Linked DNA regions of Mus musculus: region 1 is linked to region 2. The links are chromatin contacts, called in public promoter capture Hi-C maps. All regions are on one chromosome and are shown on one strand. Each heading gives the region's core, a stretch centred on a gene start, on an enhancer-like site or on the middle of the called end of the contact. The rest is flanking DNA. Distances are from core to core; before and after follow the strand shown. Region 1 overlaps Col4a1 (collagen, type IV, alpha 1). Region 2 overlaps Irs2 (insulin receptor substrate 2).

Region 1 (6,776 bases), core at 3,974-6,473, 230 kb after region 2:
CTGCCAGAGACTGCCCTACCTGGGAATCCATCCCATATACAGTCAACAATCCCAGACACTATTGTGGATGCCAATAAGTGCTTGCTGACAGGGCCTGATATAGCTCTGTCACTGCCTGACAAATACAGAGGTAGATGCTCACAGCCAACCATTGGACTGAGCAGAAGGTCCCCAATGGAGGAGATAGAGAAAGGACTGAAGAAGCTGAAGGAGCTTGCAGTCCCATAGGAGGAACAACAATATGAACCAACCAGTACCCCCCGCCCAGAGCTCCCAGGGACTAAACCACCAACCAAAGAGTACACATGGAAAAACCCATGGCTCCAGCTGCATATGTAGCAGAGGACAGCCTTGTTAGACATCAATGGGAGGAGAGGCCCTTGATCCTGTGAAGGCTCGATGCCCCAGTGTAGGGGAATGCCAGAACAGGGAAGTGGGAGTGGATGAGGGAGAATAGGGGGTTTTCAGAGGACAAACCAGGAAAGGGGATAATGTTTGAAATGTAAAGAAAATATCTAATAAGAAACAAAACAAACAAATAAAACCAATTCACCTACCTTTAGGGCCGGGTACACCTTGGTCTCCCTGGTCTCCTTTCACTCCCTGCAGACCAGGAAGCCCTTTCTGACCTGGGTGGGAAAGGGATATTGTCTTTGCATAGAGATTTCAACCACAGGCAAGAATATAGGGGTGCATAAACACACACATGTTCGAAAGCGTCTAGATACAGGCATCTATATATGCAAAAATGTACACACAGCTTCATCCCTACATATAGACAGGCACATAAGCATACGTATACCATGTGAGCATACATGTGCAATGAACACATTCTCAATTATGTTCAAGGAAGAAAAGATGTGTTAATTTTTTAGCGCAGTATCTCACAAAGCCTTTCTTTGTAGAGTCGGAGGCCATCGTTTTATAAGCAGTCACTATCTGACAGTGGCAATCAGGGCATGTGATGGAGTCTACGGTCACAGCTTGTGTGACAGACCACAGACATCTGCAGACCGTGTGCCCTTTCTATTCACCCATTAGGTGAGTAGGATTCTGTTGTAGCCATGGTATGTGGGAGCTGCTAGCATCCAGGAGAGGTTTGCTGACTGCATTGGCAAACTATCAAGTGGCCCAAAGCCACAACTTCTTGTTAAAACTCGGAAGACACACGTGATCCACTGGTTCTTAGCTAAGAAGATCAGAACGCCTTTAGTCAGCCACCCGCAGGGTCATACAGACTGAGATGCCACAAAGAAGGCTGTTTTTATCTGGTGTCAGGAGTACATGGTTGTAACCCCAGCACTCAGGGGGCTGAGCCATGAGGATTGCTAAAGGCTTGAGGTCAGCCTGGGACAGACAGCAAGACCTAGTCTCAAAAAAAAAAAAAAAAAAAAAAAAAACAGGGAAAACCTGGTCTCAAAATTCACTGCATTTTTAACTTAAAGATAACATTATCTCTTGCTGAGGCCATGTCAGCATCTGAATATGGAAGCTTGGAGCTCAGGCAGCCTTTGGGACAGTATCCCCTCAACAACAAGGCTGTCAGGCCTCATGGTCTTACCTTGAAATCCTGGAACTCCGGGCAGTCCCATATCTCCCTTTGAACCTGTGATCCCTGGAGAGCCGCCAATGCCCTAGGTACCAAAGGAAGTGTGAGCTGGACATGGCTCTAGACACCCAGTTTGTACCCTGCGTACCCTGTCAGGCAAAAAGCACTTCTGTGTTCTGCACAGGAGTTTGTGAGCTCAGGTGGGTCATACAATTCTTTAAACGACAGAACACGAGAAGATAACTGCAACACTGGTCCCCTGGTCTCTCTTTACTGGTCCATATACACAGCAGTTCCTTCGAGCTTGTAGCCGCTGTCCCCACCCACCAGCATGATGCCATGACACAGCCACAATACCATGGACAGTTGCCATGGAAACAAACCCAGTTCTATCAGGACCATACCACCCTTCTGGTCTCTTCATCGTCAAAGGGCAGTGAGTGTTCCTTAAAACCAGCCTCATGCCCCATCTGAATTATTATTTTAATTATGGAGAAAATATTTTAAAACACCTGAGCCTCTGCCAACTCTAGAAGACAATTCTCAGGCTGTGAAGAACTGCTCTTTACCAAGATACTGAATACTTGCACTGAATTTGTAAATGGGTTGTAAAGTCGGGCACTGAACTATAATCTGCAGCAGTATAGCATTTCCTGTTTAATGGCTCTATAAAATAGATTATAAAAGCACATGCAATACTTTCCTATGCTGATCCCAAAGGAAGGAACTGCTTTAAGGGCTGGGCGGTATCACACATGTGCACACATATAGAAACACATACACACACATATAATAATACTCTTGACCAAAAAGTTCCTTTTGAAAATCAATTCTACACTCAATCACTCACCGGCATGCCTTGGAATCCTGGGTCTCCCTTAGGGCCTGGAACCCCCGGAGCTCCTGGCCAACCTTGATTTCCCTTGTCACCTTTTGGCCCATTGATTCCTGGGAACCCTGGCGGCCCCATAGGTCCCGGATGCCCTAATGCAAAGAACAAAGACGCAGGGTTAGGGTGGTTGGTACTATAGTGGACTGTGTCACTGGGCTATGGTACAGTCACACTGCTATCAACTCTCTGCAACCATAACACCATGGCCTTGTAGAGTAACACAGGCCTCCAGGAAATCAAGGAAGGGTGCTCATACAAACAACAGACTCAGCACCCAAATGCTGGCACTGGCGGCCCAGGTCTGTCACCCCAGCTATACCAGAGACTGAAGCAGCAGGAGACCCAGTTCACTGGTATTAGGCTACAGAGTTACTGATTCAAGGCCAGTGGGGACAACTTTGTGAGAACCTGACTCAAAACAACAACATTAATAAAATGGCTGAGTGTGTAACTCAATAGTAAAATATTTGCCTAGCATACACAAAGCCTATGTTCCATCCCCAGTACCACTAAAATAAGTCAATAGTAAAGCCACGTGGTTATAAAGTCGGGGGCGTACAGCACCATTGAGGTGTTCATGTGAATGTCACAGTGTTGGCTTCCAAAATACTGAAGCCACAGTGTCCAGGGTCCTCCACAACCACAGGAGGCAAGCTCAGGGTGGCAAACATTCGAGCATTGCCCCAGTTAAAGCAAAAATCCAAATGGTATCTCTACTGCACCTCTCTCTGTAATCTTCTCTCATGCTGCTCTCTAAGTAATACCTCAACAGAAAGGAAACCACAGAGACCAGTTCAACAGAGACCCAAGCGCAGCTCTGAGTTGTTAACTTGAGCATGTGTCTGGTGAAAAGCCCTTACCTGGCAGGCCAGGTTGACCCTGAGGTCCTCGGTCTCCTTTGGGCCCCTCCACAGGGTGACCAGGAGTGCCAGGTAAGCCAGGTTGTCCTTGAGGGCCAGGAGGACCCATGAACCCTTGCTCGCCTTTGACTCCAGGAATTCCAGGACTTCCAGCTAGGCCAGGGAAACCCACTTCACCCTTGGAGCCTGCACAGGAGAGAGAGAGAGAGAGAGATGATGGTGACCAGAGGAGCAGAGTCCATAGAGATGCTACACTGCGGTGACAGCCAGAGATCTTATATGTGTATCTTAAATGTGTTTTGAAGTCTTCAAGCAACTATACTACTAAAACCAAGAGTAGGCTCATCCCAAGACATGGACAAAGCAAACTGTTACAAGGATGCAATGGGACCCTACTTAGGCTTCACAAGTGAATTATCAATACAGACAACAGGAAAGCTGTAAACCAGATACTCTATGGGAAGAAGCCAGGCTTGCATGAAACTTGTATAAGATACAGTATCATTCGTGGCTCCTAAATTAACATGGGTATTTGTTTGAGGGGCCTGAGGACTTCAGGATACAATATGGAGGATCAGAACCAGTGGGACAGCCATTGGGTGACAGCTGTGACACTACCCAGAATGCACTGTTTCTGTGGATGCATAGATGAGTCAAAACTTGAAGAACAACAGCACATTTTAAATATGTGCTGTCTATCATATGGTAATGTTAGCCCAATAAAGCTACTTTTAAAAAAATAATAAAGTAAGGGCTAGATAGCTGGCTCTGCAGTCAGGAGCACTCACTGCTCTTGCAGAGGACCCAAGCTCAGTTTCCAGTACCCCATGGCAGCTTACAACCTCCTACACACACACACACACACACACACACACACACATTCAAGCATATGCATTTAACTGATTAATTAAAAAGAAACTACAGAAGATTACCAGGGATGGGAACGCATGTTTACATGCTACTCAAAACGTAAGCAATAATGACATCATAAGGTATTTGGCAGGTACCACATATCACATCACGCGTGAATCAGATGGTGCAATCATCAGACATCTATCAGCCACTAGACACGGTCACTGCTTTGCTAAGGGGGACATGCTGAGTTCCGTGGACCACTCCACACAAAGGTGCGAAGCTGAGAGCGTTACCTTTGTCTCCTTTGGAGCCAGGGAAGCCGGGGAAGCCTCTTCCTGGAACACCTACAGGGTGAGGACAGAAAACAACAGTCTCTTACTCAGCTGCAGAGACAGTGGGAGGCCATGCCCCATGTGCCCTGACACCACGCAGCACTTAAAGAGTGCCCTGAGGAGTCCCGTGGAACCTGGGAGCAAAGCTACACCTCTGCAACTGTCTCATCATGCGTTCTCCTTGAAGACCTTTCTGTTTGGCTCATTAAGGTGCTGAGCAGAAATGATCTGCGCTAATGACACTCTTTCTCCTACAGAGGCAGGACAGAAGGCTCACCTTTCCCTGGGCACTAGGGCAGAAGGTAAACACAGCGAGGCCCTGACAGATGCTACCAATTCCCTTTGATTGCTGCTAGAATTGAGAGTGCTCCCTGGTGTCTTTATCATAAACATCGTTTTTTAAACTTTCTGTGTGGAAACTGGCAGCTATTGTGCAGACCCTACCCTTATAAGGCCCCGGGCAGCCTCAAATAGGAAATCCACCAGTCAAGCAGATACGTTTCTGGTACCCAGTGGACTGCCTTCATTGCAGCCTGGCTGTCTGGATCCCTTACAGTCTAAGGAAACTCTAATGGCTCTGGGTAGACCTCAGAACAGAGCAACTCAAAGCCCAGAGAATTCTAAAGGACCCTGAAGCCATCTTCACCCAGACTACAGAAGAAGCACCTCCCACTGGTGGCCCAGCAGAAAGGAAGGTTTGCGATTGGTGCAAACAACTATGACATACACCCCAGCACTATAAGAGGGAGCTTGGCTCCTGTCCCTAGTCTGCTGCCCCCTGGTGTTCAAAAAGAGGCTTTCTCTAAGTGGTCATTTTTTGCCCAGTCTTGTTTATCTGTGAAAGGCCTCACTATGGAAGGCCAGATTTCTTGGACACATTTGGCTCTTTATCACCAATAAAACAGACAAGAGGAGAGAACACAAGAGGAGACTGTGGCAACAGAGACCAGAGAGTGGCTGAAGAACTTCAGAGAGTTGCCAGGGCAAAAAAAGACAGCAGAAGCCGCAGAGAAAATAACCGTTGGAAAAGGCTTAAGATGAGAAAGGGCAGGCAGGCCCTTGTTGCTAGAATTCCAGGGACCTGCAGCACTTTAAGAGCCCAGTGTCCCAGACACTCTAGGCCTGACAGCTGTGCCACCAGCTACTGAGGGTCCCACACACCTTCAAGCACTCAGAGATACCATCTGATGCTGCTGGCTGCTGCCAATCACCACTGCATAAAGCCAAGGGTTCCAAAGGGACAGCAGCATAGGGAGATTCCTACTCTTGAGTTCTACTTGGCCAGAGTAAAAACACCCCAGTCAGTCCTGGGTAGTGGTGACTACGGCAGAGACACGCAGTCTGGCTTTTCTCAGATGACCATCTGACTGACTCTTCATCCCGTCGAGTGGGTGGAGCACAGAGAGCTGGGTAGTGGGCAGGAGAGTGGGCTTCACATAGCAGTGGGTAAACAGGAGGAGGAAGTGGAAAGGGCTTCTTATACATGATGTCTATAGAGAATGAGTAAGGGAACTGAAGAGCAGCCAGCGGTGATAGCAAGGAGCCCCTGCTGCTCCATTCCTGCCCAACACAGCTATAGCTAAAAACCTGCGGTCCTGCCACGACAGCTCTTCTATCAGTAACAGGAGCAGACACAGGAAGCAACAGTAACCACAAGACCCCCAGACCCTGGAAGACTAGGACTCCTTCCCAAACTGGGGAAAATGCTGGACAGAATTCTCTTGGCTGTTTGGTTTGGTTTTGTCACAGTGAACACAGGGGAAACAGAAAGGGAGGCATTCCTGCCCGGCAGCCCCGCATCTGTGTCTCTGGACCCACCCTCCAGGGAAGCGCTTCACTCACAGAAGGAATGAGCATCCCTCCCTGATCCAATCCCATCCCTCCAGTCCACATCTATATTTTCGGAGCCGCAAGGAACTCAGCACTGAGACCTCTGTGTTCGATCATCATGGCGCTGCAGTCTCTGAGGGAACAGCATGGCTTCTGCTGGGAAGCAGGAACAAGACTCACCTTGTTCACCCTTCTCTCCTGCCGACCCCGGGATTCCATCGCTGCCCGGCTCTCCCTTCTGGCCAGCTGGGCCTGTGGGGCCAGGAGTCCCAGGGAGACCTTGGGGAGAAAGATATGATCACTTGTGGACTGTCCTTAGCACCGTGGCGTCTGAGAAGTGGCCCCTTTCCCACATCAGAAAGAGCTGTTCCCTGCATCCCTGGTATCCCTGATGTCAGCTCTGATCCGTTCCAACAGGTTCTTTTCTGCTGCTAGGAACAGCATAGACCCCCACCCAA
Region 2 (7,528 bases), core at 3,534-6,033:
AGTGCTATGTGGCCCAAACTGCTTAAGATGCACAACTGCAGCAAGGTAAACCTTGAGAATTGGCGCGGGGTGTGGGGAGATCAATTTACATTCAACTTTGTCTTGCAATACAGCCTTCTTCTACAAGCTCAGCAACGGAAGCAGGAAGACAGCTGCATTGCCATTAAATATATTTTTTAAGACATGGAATTTTTTTTGGTCATCCTCTAAAAGCCCATTCTTACCTTACCAATGCATTATTCTATAGTGACACATATATATATATATATATATACATCCCAAACAAAAACAAAACAATGATTAAAAAATAAACCAGCAACTCACATTTCCAAGAGTTATTAGTGTAGCCTCTACAGGACTATGGAGACAGGCACTGGGAAGTGGGGGGGTCAGGGAGGCAGGGCCTCCAGCCCTGTGACGGAGCAGCGAGGTGACGGCGATTCTGCCGGCAAGCTCAGCCCTTCTAGGTGACATATGAAACAGTTCCACAACACTGACATTTCCAGAACACTGACAACAGAACCAGGGTAGTCTCTGTCAAGAACCGTTGACAGGAAAGTGTAGGGGGAGAGATGTTTTTCCTCTTTTGCCATTCATAGTACAATGGCTGGAATGCCTCCCCTCCTGTTCAGGGCAACCTTGTTGGCCAACAAAAGTAACATTGTGCCAGAGATAATATATTTAAAAAACAAAAGCCCAAGCCAGTCTTGAGCTACAAGCGTGCCTGTGTTGAGTTTTAGGTTTGAGGATGGTGAGCTAAGAGTCACAGCCAGGAGGCTTGTGGAGGGGAGAAAAGGCTCTTGCAATCTGAAGGACTTACACGAACATCTACAGAGAGAGGAGTCAACAAGCCTGTTGTAGACACAAAGAGAGATCCACCCATCCCCACCCCTACCCCCAAATACGGCTGATGATCTCCAAAAGGAGGCTGCTCCAGTCACATTTAGGAATTTTTAGGATTAATCCATCTTCAAGTCCAATCCCACGGAGAATATTCAGTCCCACACCGGGCTCTGTGCGTAGGTAAACCATTCAGGTACCTGGACTGGAGTCCACATCGACTTAACAGAGAGACGGAGGTCAGCATGTGATCCTGGGGCAGAGTCGCCCTGTACCCTGCCAAACAATCCGGCTTCACCCTGAACTGAGGTAGGACTGTGGTAGTTTTGACTGTAAGCCAGTAAATACCAGATTTGACCACTTCCATGTATATTATAGCATCTCCTTGCATGCTGAGGGATTAATCCACTTTGCCAAAATGAAAGTAACAAGAGAAAAATGACAGCGATGGCCAGGACTTATGGAGGCCGGCGGCGGTGGAAACGTCCAATCTCCCGGAGTGTACGCCATCAGCCCGTCAGTTCACAAAGGAAACAAAATGCAACACAAACCGTGCGATGAGGGCTGGTGTGTGGGGACAGCTGAGAGGCAGACCTGCCTCTTGGTTCCTTATCTAATTCACAGAAGTCTCAAAATGTAGAATTGCTCCCGTTGATAGGAAAGTGAGCAGCAGCGTTGGTCGGAAACATGCCAAGCATCTCCTTCGAATGGATTCAGAGTTTTGTTTTTTTTGTTTTGTTTTTGTTTTTGTTTTTTTCAACATGGCGGCGATGGGGCTGGTAGCGCTTCACTCTGAAAAAGAGAGAAGAAAACTGGTGAGCCAGGCTCTAAGAACCAAAAGGCACTCTTAACCCATGGACCTGTGATCAGGGTGGGTACTTTCCTCCGAAATGAGGTACTCAGAGATGCAAACGCAAGGTCCTAGAGTTGGGGTGGCAGGGTACACACAAGTGAGAAAAGTCTACACACACACACACACTTTTTGCCAAGCATTCCAGTAAAACAAAACAAACAAACAAACAAATTCAGAGGATTAGGCAAGGGTTCTTGCCTTCCCAGCAACCATCTGTGCATGTGCAGCTGGAGGAGACCTGCCTGCCTCCCCAGCATGAAGGAGGATTGACAACTATTAAAGCTCTCCCCAATGGCCAGAGGCTGCCACACTACCACTGTAACCTGACTCCTCCAGGGAAGGGTTGCCTGGAGTCCACTCTTCTTAAAAATATATACACTTAGCTGCATGTGGTGGTCCACACCTCTATCCCAGCACTCATGAGGCAGAGGAAGACAGATCTCCATGGGTTGAAGTCAGCTTGGTCTACCTAGTGAGCTCCAGGTCAGACATGGATACAAGGGGAGGCTCTGTCTCAAATATCTGTCCCCCCGCACAAATTTTTAAAAGGTCCTGCAGCCAAATCTCTGCTGCCACTCAGCTCTCAGCACCTCTTAGAGTACACCCATCACCCTAAGTGCCAAAAGCTGCCAACTGTCCTTCGGAGCGAGTGGCAGGAAGACTATCATGTGACCATCTCCACCTGCTTCTCCCTTCAATGGAGGAGAACCATGACTCTATCTCCAGGGCTCTCTGTTCCTAATGTCTAAAGTCCCTCCCCCTGTGTATGTGTGTGTGTGTGTGCACGCGTGCACATGTGTGTATATGTACATTCGCGCCACACAGACATAATGCCACATCATAATGACCCCTCCTTTTTATCTTACAAGTCACTCCCTATGATGACTGCCACAAGGCCACACTGAGCCTTAAACTGGTCAAACTTCTTAGCTCTAATACCATCACCATAAGGCTAGACACACCTCTAACATCCAACGGAATTCTGACCTTTGATGCTTGAACCTCAATCTCTACTTAGTTTGTGTGTGAGAGAGAGAGAGGGAGGAGAGGAAAAGGCAGAGGGGAGGAACCCTGTACATAAATATACCCAGAAAGTGATCCTGGGGAGGGAGGTATTGCAGAAACAGGATGAAGGAGAGTCTGGGGGCCTCAGCGGACACACCAGATGAGGTTCAACTCCATGGAGACTTAGAACTGGCAAGCAGGACTGGAGTGTTAGGTTAGAGAAAGGCTGCTGTAGAAACTTTCTTTGAAAGGGAGGCCTGAGGCTGACGCTGGCTATCTTTTCCCTTTTTTAACTTTTTATTGGTTCTTTTTGGATTTCGCATCAATGATCCCCAATCCCACTCATCTCCCTCTCCCCTCGAACCTGCCTCCCCCCAACAGAGGAAAAGAAAAATCTCATTGTGGAAGCTGCAGTGTGTCACAGTATGTCCCACAGTATACCCTTTTGTCCACACTTTGCTTGCAAATGTTCACACCAGTGATTCATTGGTCTGGTACGAGGCCTCTGGCTTCTGCTACTCTATCGATATTGGAATCTCACTGGGACTCCTCTGGGATATTCTGATGCTGTCCCTTGTCATTGAGATCCTATAGTTTTGGATCTGTAGGACCTTCATGCACTCCAGCAGTTATGATGGGGAAGATGTTGGAGTGGGACAATTCAAAGCCCTGGATCCGGGCCTGAGAGGTATCTGAGCTGTTCAGCCCACCAGAAACTAGCTATCTTTATACCACTGTACAAAACACCTTTCTCCAGTGTGAACAGGTGGCAAAATCATGTTGAGCATTTTGGCCAAAGCACTGACCTACACTTAGCCAGAGTGTTTGCCTGAGGGTCACATTCAGGAGGCTGGCCCAGGTCTAGGGATGGGGTAAACACCAAAGATTACAATTCTGTTCTCAACAGAGCCCCTGCTCTTCTCTGTCCAGCAAGAGTGGAGGCGGGGCTGAGAACTGACCTGGATGCAAACTAGGATCTGCATGCCCTGTGCCTGTGAACTAGGATGCGTGTGCCCTATGCCTTTTTGTTTACTTTTAAGGCTGTCATTGGGCTGGTTCATGTTGAATATGAGGGAAGGAAAATATTTTCTAACACTACTAATCTGACATGCTCAACCTTAAATATTTATAGTTCCTAAGGATGAGATGCCAGTACACATTTATTTATTCATTACCTATGTCAAATCCACTAGAGGCAACACAGGGATGATTAATTTATGGCCACTCTGCTCTGCATGTGCCTTAAGGAAAATTCTGAGCTGTCTGTCCAGTCACAGTGGTAGAATGACCCAGAAAGGATTCTGCCCTACACTCCGAACAGAACTGTCCTGCATCGGGTGGTAACTCATGCTGAGACCTATTCCCAGGATTTGACATTTCCTTGTAGGATCTGAAATTTCCTTGCAATTCTACACCCAACTCCATAAGAGCAGAGATGATCCTTTAGAACAGCAAGTGTCCAGAGCCTTGAAAGCAACTAAGCAAGTTTGAGAAACTCTTTCCATCCCTGTGCCCTTCTACAGAGCTCAGCTTCACCCTTGCTCAGCAGCCACTGATGAAATATGTCACTGATACACCCCAAATGGAGTCCAGTCACAGGCCAGGACTCCTAAGTCTCTTAGGATCACCTTTCCCCTTACACTTAAAGAGCAGAAAGAATCCAAATGAGACTGTGCTTCCATCTCCAAAGGTTCTGCTTAGATCCCAGAGAAAGAGAGGGGACAGGGGAAGGAGAGAGAGACAGAAGCCATCCCTGCAAGACAGGGAGATCTTCACATTACATGGGACCAACAGCAAGACAGCGAAGCCCCACTGCACAAAAGGTTGAGCACCAAACCCAGAGCCTGTTAGCAAGAAACCAGACAGACATACCAGGGGCATCTGAGCCAGGCCAACTAATACCTTTCCTTCCGCTGCGATGTTTCATGAGACTCTGGGTTAGTGCATGGTCAGGGGCCCAGGCAAACAGTGGCAGTTCTGCCCAGGATCTGTCTCTAGATTTCTGCAAGGCTTCTCTCCCACAAAGAGCTCAACCTAGATTCCCTCATTCGGAGTCCCTGAGGCTCTGTGGATTGCAGAAAAGAGCAGGTGTGGGCTCCCTAACATATTCAGGGCTCTGAATTACTAGTGCTATTTAGATGAATATTGATTTGCATGACAAAAGAAAACCAGAGGCCACATATTTTGTATCTCTAGCAGCAAATCAAATTAAGGAAGAAATGAACCCTCTGGTGAGTCCCCACATCCTTCAAGGCTATCTCAATGCCCAGTTCAGGCAACAACAACAACAAAAAACCAAAAATAAAAAATAAAAAATAAAAAAATAGCAAACCAAAACACCCAAACAAACAAAAAAACCTAAACAACAACAACAAAAAAAAAACCCACAGAACTAGTTGGGGAAACAGGCTCTTCAGTTGGAAGACAAATTCCTAGAAAAATATGCCTGATAATTTAGTATCTTCTTACTTTGCTAAAAGCATTTGAAAAAAAAAAAAAGTAAGTTTGGGTGTGATAACAAACCCAGAGATTCTAAGAAAAACGGTTACTTAACCTTTCATCTAAGTTGGGGGGGGGGGGGGAACATAGATGATTAAGCTCCTGTGACAGCCTGCTTGAAAGAGTCCAACTTCTGTCTACAGAGCTCACACTTCCACTGACAATTAAAATCCTTTCGTTTTGATTGCTTGTTATTAAACTCCCTACCTTCGAGTTGTAACTTGCTAATGACACAATCAATCCCAGACGGGTTGAAGAAACGATGTAGCTTTCTCAGGGCTGAAGCCAGTAATAGGCGTCTGATCCAGCCTTCAAGGAAGGCAGCCTCCTCTCGGCCCAGCCTCGGTGTGCTCAGAGGCCTCCCAGCCTGTGAAGCAAGCGCCTCACTTCAAACTTCCTCTAACACACCCAAAGCTTTGCCCATGGGAAAGCGCCAGCTCAGCCTCCAGGCTTTTAGAAGCCAATGTTTCAATGGCTGTTTCCCAATGTGGGCATGGAACTAGCTTCTTCCTTACTGGGAACCCCTAAGTGCCTGCAGGTGCAGATCCAACAATGTGGATTAATGTTTTCACCCTCTAGCCCGACCCACATCCTCCAGAGTCTTCTATATCCTGGGGACCCTTTCTCCAAACCAGGACATTCTAATTCCAGGTTCAAACCAGAGGAAAAAGCCAGAAGGAAGAGGGCCTCCCGGGTGAGCTGTGCAGGGGTGGGACAGCTCCTTCATAGTGTTGTCTAGTGGGAGGCTCCCTCTGGCTTCCAGAAGAGAGGTTTAGGGACCCAGTGGGAGTGAGGGAATCAGAGCAGTCCACTTAAGCCCAGTCTCCTCTCTGGTTCCCACTATTGGTTCTGTGTTGTTCTGTTTAGTGCTGTGCGTATTTGAGGGTTACAGCAGGATGCTGTAGGGCACATTTACATAGAAGGTTACCAGGAGTGGATTAACCAGTTCCCTCCTCTGTCACCCACTCTACTTGCATTCTGGCAGAGAGCAGATAAAGGTTACTCTTTTTTTTTTTTAAAGACAACAACAAAATATCCCTAATACAATTGTCACGCCTTGTAGACTTCCACAGAGCCATCTGTCCTATGTGCTAGCTTCTTTGTGTCTGTCCCCTCTCTTTTCTCCCTCCCTACACCTTACCCAGTCACCTGACAAACAATTTTATTGAGCTCTCTGTACATTTAACCTGAGGTTGTTTTTTTGTTTGTTTGTTTTTGTTGTTATTGTTTTTAATATTCTATGTATGAGATCATGCAAACTTTTTCACTGGCTTTTTATAGAACTCTCTTCAAAGGACATTAAATACCATGCTGGTATCTGATCCCTTTTAATGAGGGAGACGATTTAATGAGGCGATGTTCGTTCAAAATGCCTTGGGAAACTCGCTTGCCTGCTAGACTGCAGGAGACCATGTCCTTCTGGCCTTCATGTCCTCTGCACCTCAGGACCATGATCCTTAGTCAACCTAAGTTCAACGAACTACAACAAAACAAAACAACCTTACAACTTATGCCACTTCTTGGAGCAGAAAAGAGAAACACAACCTCCAGAAGGAAACAAAAGCCTGGTCTGATACCCAGGAAGGAGACGCCTTCCATTTCACAGATGATGACGGTGCACAATACAGGCCAGTCGTCTCTGTGCAAGTAAAGTTTTATTGGGTCACAGGCACTGTCATTCTCATAGCGCAGCTGTTTCCACCTCAAGCACAGTTGGGTAGCTATGGTAACTAAGCATGAACCTTCACTGTCCAATCCTTCACAGAACCAGTCTGCCAACCCTTCAAGGCAGATGATCCCACCGGCATTTAACAAGGAGCTGGAGAAGACACGAGCAGGTTTGTCAAAATAGCACCACACGTTTTCCACCTGCGTGTTACACCTGAGACTAACTGATAGCCCTGGAAATCATCTGCAAGCTTACTCACTTCAGAAATGCAATACTGTCTGCTAAAGGCCACGCTATCCTCTTACAGACCCCGCGAGTCATAAGACTGACTGTGAAGCCAGCACTCTTTAGAATGATCCTCTGGCTTCGTAATGCACAGCACAGCTCAGAATCCATCTGATCACGACTAAATGCAAGCTTTGCTGACACTCGGCTTTGAAAAAAGAAAGTGATACGCACACCACACCTGCAATTCATAATCAGACCAAATCTTCTTGGGTCATTTGAAAATGTCACTTCAAGGGCTTCGCTTCTATCCTGATGGGAATACTTGGTACAAGAACTAGCATTAAAATTACAAGTATCCTCTAAGAAGCCTCATTTTTTTCCTCAGGTCTAGCAAATTTTTTTTGTATGATGACTTACACTGATGTAAAAAAAAA

What was found. Capture Hi-C pulls out chosen DNA fragments and counts their contacts.
Region 1: a contact with region 2 is called in a promoter capture Hi-C map of pancreatic islet. The contact joins two enhancer-like sites. A contact is called at or near these places in 3 of 39 promoter capture datasets (embryonic stem cells, frontonasal cranial neural crest and maxillary cranial neural crest), 8 of 115 datasets of contacts at active chromatin or transcription factors (the NIH/3T3 cell line, craniofacial prominence, embryonic forebrain and 5 more) and 1 of 9 other capture datasets (pancreatic islet).

What each region holds. Positions count from the first base shown.
Region 1 is chr8:11,210,203-11,216,978 of GRCm38.p6, forward strand. It overlaps Col4a1 (collagen, type IV, alpha 1), which reads right to left. Exons shown (of 52, transcript NM_009931.2): 40 at 6,499-6,597; 41 at 4,450-4,500; 42 at 3,302-3,487; 43 at 2,400-2,533; 44 at 1,562-1,634; 45 at 558-629. Gm15418 (a long non-coding RNA gene) reads left to right here. Exons shown (of 3, transcript XR_003947509.1): 3 at 1-557. Among named protein-coding and RNA genes, the nearest start is that of Gm15418, 26 kb to the left of the region's middle. Within about 2 kb of position 5,224, at least 24 of the 459 cell types and tissues checked have an H3K27ac peak or open chromatin away from gene starts, as enhancers often do. A contact at or near this core is called in pancreatic islet, where this site is marked.
Region 2 is chr8:10,985,383-10,992,910 of GRCm38.p6, forward strand. Irs2 (insulin receptor substrate 2) reads right to left here. Exons shown (of 2, transcript NM_001081212.2): 2 at 1-1,632. The coding sequence ends at 1,628. Among named protein-coding and RNA genes, the nearest start is that of 9530052E02Rik, 19 kb to the right of the region's middle. Within about 2 kb of position 4,784, at least 84 of the 459 cell types and tissues checked have an H3K27ac peak or open chromatin away from gene starts, as enhancers often do. A contact at or near this core is called in pancreatic islet, where this site is marked.